2 separate regions of the Mus musculus genome follow, and region 1 is linked to region 2. Evidence: chromatin contacts called from public HiChIP or PLAC-seq data. All regions are on one chromosome and are shown on one strand. Each heading gives the region's core, a stretch centred on a gene start, on an enhancer-like site or on the middle of the called end of the contact. The rest is flanking DNA. Distances are from core to core; before and after follow the strand shown.

Region 1 (2,700 bases), core at 123-2,622, 2.2 Mb after region 2:
TATTTCTTGAACAGTAGAAAAGTCCTGGGGCAGTAATGTTTACCTGTAATCTCTGCAGCTGTGGAGGCTGACACTGGACAATTCCATGAGTTTAGGATGAGATCTATAGGGACATCATGTTCCAAAGGAATAGAAATCTGACACTTCCTGAAAGTGTGCTTCTCCAGTGTTTTTTCTCTCTCATACTCCCTCTGTCTCTCCCTGTGTCTGTCTGCCTGCCTCTGTCTGTCTCCCTTTCTTCCTCTCTCCCTTTCTCCCTTTCTTCCTCTCTCTCTCATTCAAGTACTACAACTTCTAAGAAAAGTGTGTTCAGTGAAGCAGTCAGGTAGAACAGATATTATTATAATCATTTGGCATAGTAAAATACAAAAATCATCTAAGGCTAGTGGCAAATTTCCAAGAACAAGTTAATACATTTTTATGATCAGTTGTTGTTTAACATCTAGTACCTGATTTTCTGTAAATCTTCAAAGCATATATTTGAAGTATTTTTATTCTTTTTATTTAAGGCTTTCTTAAACAATATACGAAAGCCTATTTCCAATGATACATGTGCAGCCATGTAAAATTTTATTGTTGGGAAAGTTTTTAGTTATCAATTCTATCTTATGCATGATTTATAAAGTGAAATGTTGGTTTTTCCAGAGATAAGGCCATGGTTAGTGACCCCATCTCAAGGGATGGTTTCTTACCCATTATTCTTACTTAAGATCTTAGCCTAAGCTATCAGGAACATCTTGTAAATAAAAAAATGAATAAAAAAGATAAAACAGATAAATTGCCATGAGAACTAGGGCTCAATATTTTATTTCAGCCAAGAGTTCCACAACTGGTTCTAGGAGGCCTCCTTCTTTTGAAGTTTTCACCTCAGTCTGTGGAACTTGTCACACAGATTCTACTGAGGTTGGAGTGGCATACATGAATAGGTAGCTGCAGGAAGGTCAGGACTTCTAATCACAGGGACAGAAACATAGGGAATGAATCCATAGAATCATGGGTAAATCCATTATTACTCAGATAAATCTTAAACTTTTGTTTTCAAACTCTGCCCTGGCTCTACTTTTGAGGGAGAGCAGTTTCTCTCTTGGAGCAGGAGATTCATGTGCAACTCAAAATTAAAGATTAGGAAAGAAGAGAGTAAATTTGGAGAAATAACCGGATCTCTTCAGCCCATGAGAGCTATTTCCCCAGGCCACCCTTCCCTCTGACTCCTAGGCCCAGAACACTCAGCAGAAAGCCAGCAGTTCTCCACCTCCCCTTCCTTCTTAGTTTCAAATTAAACTCACCAAAGCAGAGACAGTGCTTTCTTCTAAATTCCTCCCAACTCTGCAGTCTAATATTGTTCTCACACCTTCAAACACCAACCAAATGACCCAGAATCATGGAGAGGAGCAAAGTCTATACCCTGAGAACTTAGTCACTAAGCTTCTAAGAATTTAGTCACGGGCTCTGGTGAACCACAAGAGAAATGAAAGTTAAGACTTTGAGGGGTGGAACTGAGAAAAAGGAACCACAGAACTATCAACCAACAGGGTGGTACCCCATTATTAACTGGGGTTTTACTACCAGAGGGAGTCAGTTGCCTTAGGTCAGCTCTGCCTTCCAGTAACTTGGGACATTTTCAGAGCTACAGGAACTTGTTATGTCACTTGTTCAGACTCATGATACAATCATCCAAAAAGTTCCTGACCCTCTGGAAATCTGCCTGTGATGGAAAGAAAGCTTTCCCCATGGGCTTCTCCTGCACCTGAGCTCCTGTGCTGGCTTTGCCTAGGTGGCAAGTGTGGCCCAAAGGGAAGGAAAAAACAAGACTAGGGACAGAAAGCTGCAGTGTTCCTCTGAGGTTGGAGCTGGACTCTTGTAGGATGAGAACAGGAAGGAAGTTGCAGTTCAGGGAAGCTGCCACACAAGCAAGATTCCTCATCCATCAGGGACAGGATGGGGAGGAGTCATGTGCAGAGCCAGGCAGAAATACCTCACTACCCTCACAGCAGAGAGAGTAGTGAGTTGCAGAGGGCTCTCCAGCTGCCCCATGATGTCCCCAGATTATGTATTCTGTGGCTGAAAAGACCTAGTCCTTTCACAGTGTTGATCTGACCCATGCATTCATTTCCCCCTTCCAGGGCTCCCTCACCAGAATGTCTTAGTTGTTTCCATTTGATTTAGGATTTGTATTAAAGAGCAACAATACTGATGTAACATTCCCTGACTAGAAGGTAGAAATCTGTAGGGTTGTGAATGGGCTTCTCTGGGCCTAGTGTTCACCTAGAACCTAAGTGATGGAGCCCAGTGATGGAACCTAAGCGCTGTACTAAATCAGGTGTGGAGACACACACACGTGTCATCTGTCGTCCTTACTCTTCTACTATTGGGATAAACACCATGACTAGGGCAAGTTATAAAGAAAGTGTTTGACTTGGGGCTCAAGTTAAATGGATTAGAGTTCATGACCACCACAGTGGAGAGCCTGATAACAGGCAGGGAGACACAGTGCTGGAGCAGGAAGTGAGAAGTCACAACTTGAGACACTATCTTGGCACAAACCTGAGGCAGAAAGAGAATGGTGGTGGTGGTCAGAATCTATTGAATCCTGAAAGCTTGCACCCATGCCATACCTTCTCCAAGAATGCCACACTCCTAATCTTTCCTGAACAGTGTCCTGATAACTGAGAACCAAGTATTCAAAAATCTTAGCCTCTG
Region 2 (2,700 bases), core at 38-2,537:
CATTCTGCCGGCTTCTGCTCTGGGCCTTCTCAAGGCTGAGGGCAGTTATTTTGTCTCTAAGAGATAAAGAACACCAAAACTTGCATGTTCACGGGCGTGTGCACATGTTTAATCATCTCCATCATCGGGAGGTTGCAGCCAGCATCTCTAAGCTAAAGACGTTTGAAAAAGGCTCTCAAACTCAGCAAGTTTAAAGCAGTTTCTGACACCAAAGCTAGATTACAGACCAAGGGAAGGAGACGGACTGAGGGCGGCAGGGAAGATAGAAACAAAATGGGGAGATATGTGTGTGGTAGTCAGAGGCTGAACAACAGGCAGGGCAGGGTAAATGCGAGATCAGGGCCTGGGTACATCTATGTGGTTGGGGGAAGAGCCGGAAGGAGGCGAATGTGGTCGACACTATGGCGAATGTGGAAGACAGTATGGGGAGTTCAGGTGAGGGAGAAGACGTTAAGAGCTCTCAATCATTACCGAAAGCCAGTACTCCAGCTGCCTCTCAAAGTCATGGAAGTTGTCAGTGACTATCGGTATAGTGGCCCTTTCCTTCCTCAGTTTATCCTCAAAATAAAAAAGGCCAGATTGAGTCTGATAGACACAACAGACGTGTTCACTAAATACCCGCTGTTGTATGGGACAGGAATAAAGAGGTTGGCTCAGAAAAATACAGAGAGGGAATGGGGATTCCCCCACCGAGTCCTCAGCAGCAACAGTGTAGCAGCTATGGACTGGCTCCGACCTTCCCGGGTGAGACTTCAGAGGCCTCAGACACCGCCCCCCACCCCCAACCCCAGCCTCACAAATGTCACAACTGCAGAGCAGAGAGCGCGCCTTCTGCAGCCCAGAGGCCCTTTCCTTTCACACACTACTGAACAGCCCCACAACTTCTGAGGGCACCCCACCGCAGAGTCCCAGCCTCACAGCTCAGCGCTTTCCCACTTCCGAGCCTCTCACGGTTCGGATCTCAGTGGTCCCTCGCGGACAGCAGGAGCTCGCGCTGTCCCTCGGATCCCACCCTCAACCCGGCCACCAGCGATCGGGTCGCGGTGGCCGCTGTCCCCGCCCGGCCTGCCGCGCCCGCCCAACTTGCAGTGAACGAAAACCTCCCGCCCTCGGCCTCCCTCCTGCAAACTTCCCGGCTCCCGGGTACCCAGTCCGGGCCAGCTTGAACTCCTCTTCCCAGGACCCCTGCCCGACGGGCTCGACCCGGGCCTCACCTGGTGCCCTCCCCGCGGCGGGGGAGCTGGGGGCGGCGGCGGCGGCTCTGGGCTCAAGAAGGAAGTGAGAACTGGAGGCCGGAGGAAGTGGGGGGGTGGGGGCCGGGCCGGCAGGGCCGGGGCGGGGCGCGGGGGCGGGCCGGCCGGGGCGGGGCGGACTAGGAAGTCGGAGGCCTCCCCCACCCTCCAGCCTCGGGTTTTCTGCAAGCTTTGCCCTCCGCACAGTCCCGCACACCCTGCTTCTCTCCACTCTTCGCCCCGTGAGCCCTGAGACCCCTTGAGTCTGGCCTCTCAAGGTCAGGTCTCCCCGCTTTCACTTGGCATCTCCCCCCCACCCCCCAGCAGGGGCCCTAAGCTAGGCGCTGGGCATTTGTTCTCTTCCTAGTATCTCACTCCCCGCCCCGCAGCCTCCGCGGGAAGGCTGAGAAATGCCTTCCGCTCAGCCCGGGAATCTAGAGGTAGCCGCGGCTGGCTAGGGGTTAGCCGGAATGGGTCAGGCTGGGGCAGTCCCCACCCCTGCCCTGAGCCTTGGGAGAATGCTGGGTGGTGGTGATTCAGCAGTGGGAAGGTCCCAGACCCCTGGGGAGGGTGGGGAGACAGAGGTGGGGGGAGGGCAGCTGCCGTCAGCACCCCGGGAAAAGACGTGATCAGCAGAGATGCAGGCGGAGCCGCGCGGGCCCCCAAAACAGGATGTCGTGTCGTGGTTCCGCACCTCGCAGCTCCGCGGGGCCCTGGGGAGGGGGCGGGGCGTGGGAAGACGTGGGGCTCTTCTTGTTCCCTGATCTCGCCCTGGCGCGCGGCTGTTTGGAGCGGTAGGACCGCGCCCAGGCCTGAGGTCCGGCTTGGGCCCTGGAGACCGGCGAGTGGACGGCCTCGAGGGCGCCCTCTGGTGCTTCTAACCCAGGCCTTGGGCGCAGTTTTCCTGGAGAATCCACAGTCTTGATTCTTTTAACAACTTTCTGGGTGCTCTACCACGTGCAGAGCTCCGCAAGGTACAGTGAAAACAACACAAGATAAACACCCCGTCTTACAGAGGACCTCCAAATAAAGTGGATCAGGTCTGACAGGTAGTTTAATGTTTCCAAGTATCAGTTTTTTGTTTTGTTTTGTTTTGGTAAAATCAACAAAAAAAATTTCTCCACCCAGAGGATGTGAAGATTACAGAATAGGTATCCGTGCTGTGGTACTGTATAGAAAGTCAAGTTAGGACAATCAAACTCAGGCTGGTCAGTGACTGACTAAACGAGTGTTCTCAGATTCCAGAAGCCTGTTCTCATCGCACAGGCAGTTTGTGGACCCCTTACTTCTTCTTTGGCCCTTAGGCAAATTCCTCCCAATGGGAAGAGAATAAATTGGAGGGGCTAGGGGAAATTTGGGAGGGCAGAACTAGTGTTTGGTATTTAATGGGAAGAGGTTTGTGAGTCCCAAAAATAACAGGGTCCTTAAGTGAGGTTTGTAAATCCCCAAAATAACAGGATCAGATTCA

What was found. HiChIP or PLAC-seq counts read pairs in DNA pulled down with a chosen protein or histone mark.
Region 1: an H3K27ac HiChIP or PLAC-seq map of bone marrow-derived dendritic cells shows a contact between it and region 2, with 4 times the contacts expected there. The contact joins the promoter of Trim30c here to the promoter of Rhog in region 2. A contact is called at or near these places in 1 of 39 promoter capture datasets (pre-B cells) and 1 of 115 datasets of contacts at active chromatin or transcription factors (bone marrow-derived dendritic cells).

What each region holds. Positions count from the first base shown.
Region 1 is chr7:104,399,406-104,402,105 of GRCm38.p6, forward strand. Trim30c (tripartite motif-containing 30C) reads right to left here and starts at 1,373. Exons shown (of 8, transcript NM_001378693.1): 1 at 1,287-1,373.
Region 2 is chr7:102,248,831-102,251,530 of GRCm38.p6, forward strand. Rhog (ras homolog family member G) reads right to left here and starts at 1,288. Exons shown (of 2, transcript NM_019566.3): 1 at 1,215-1,288.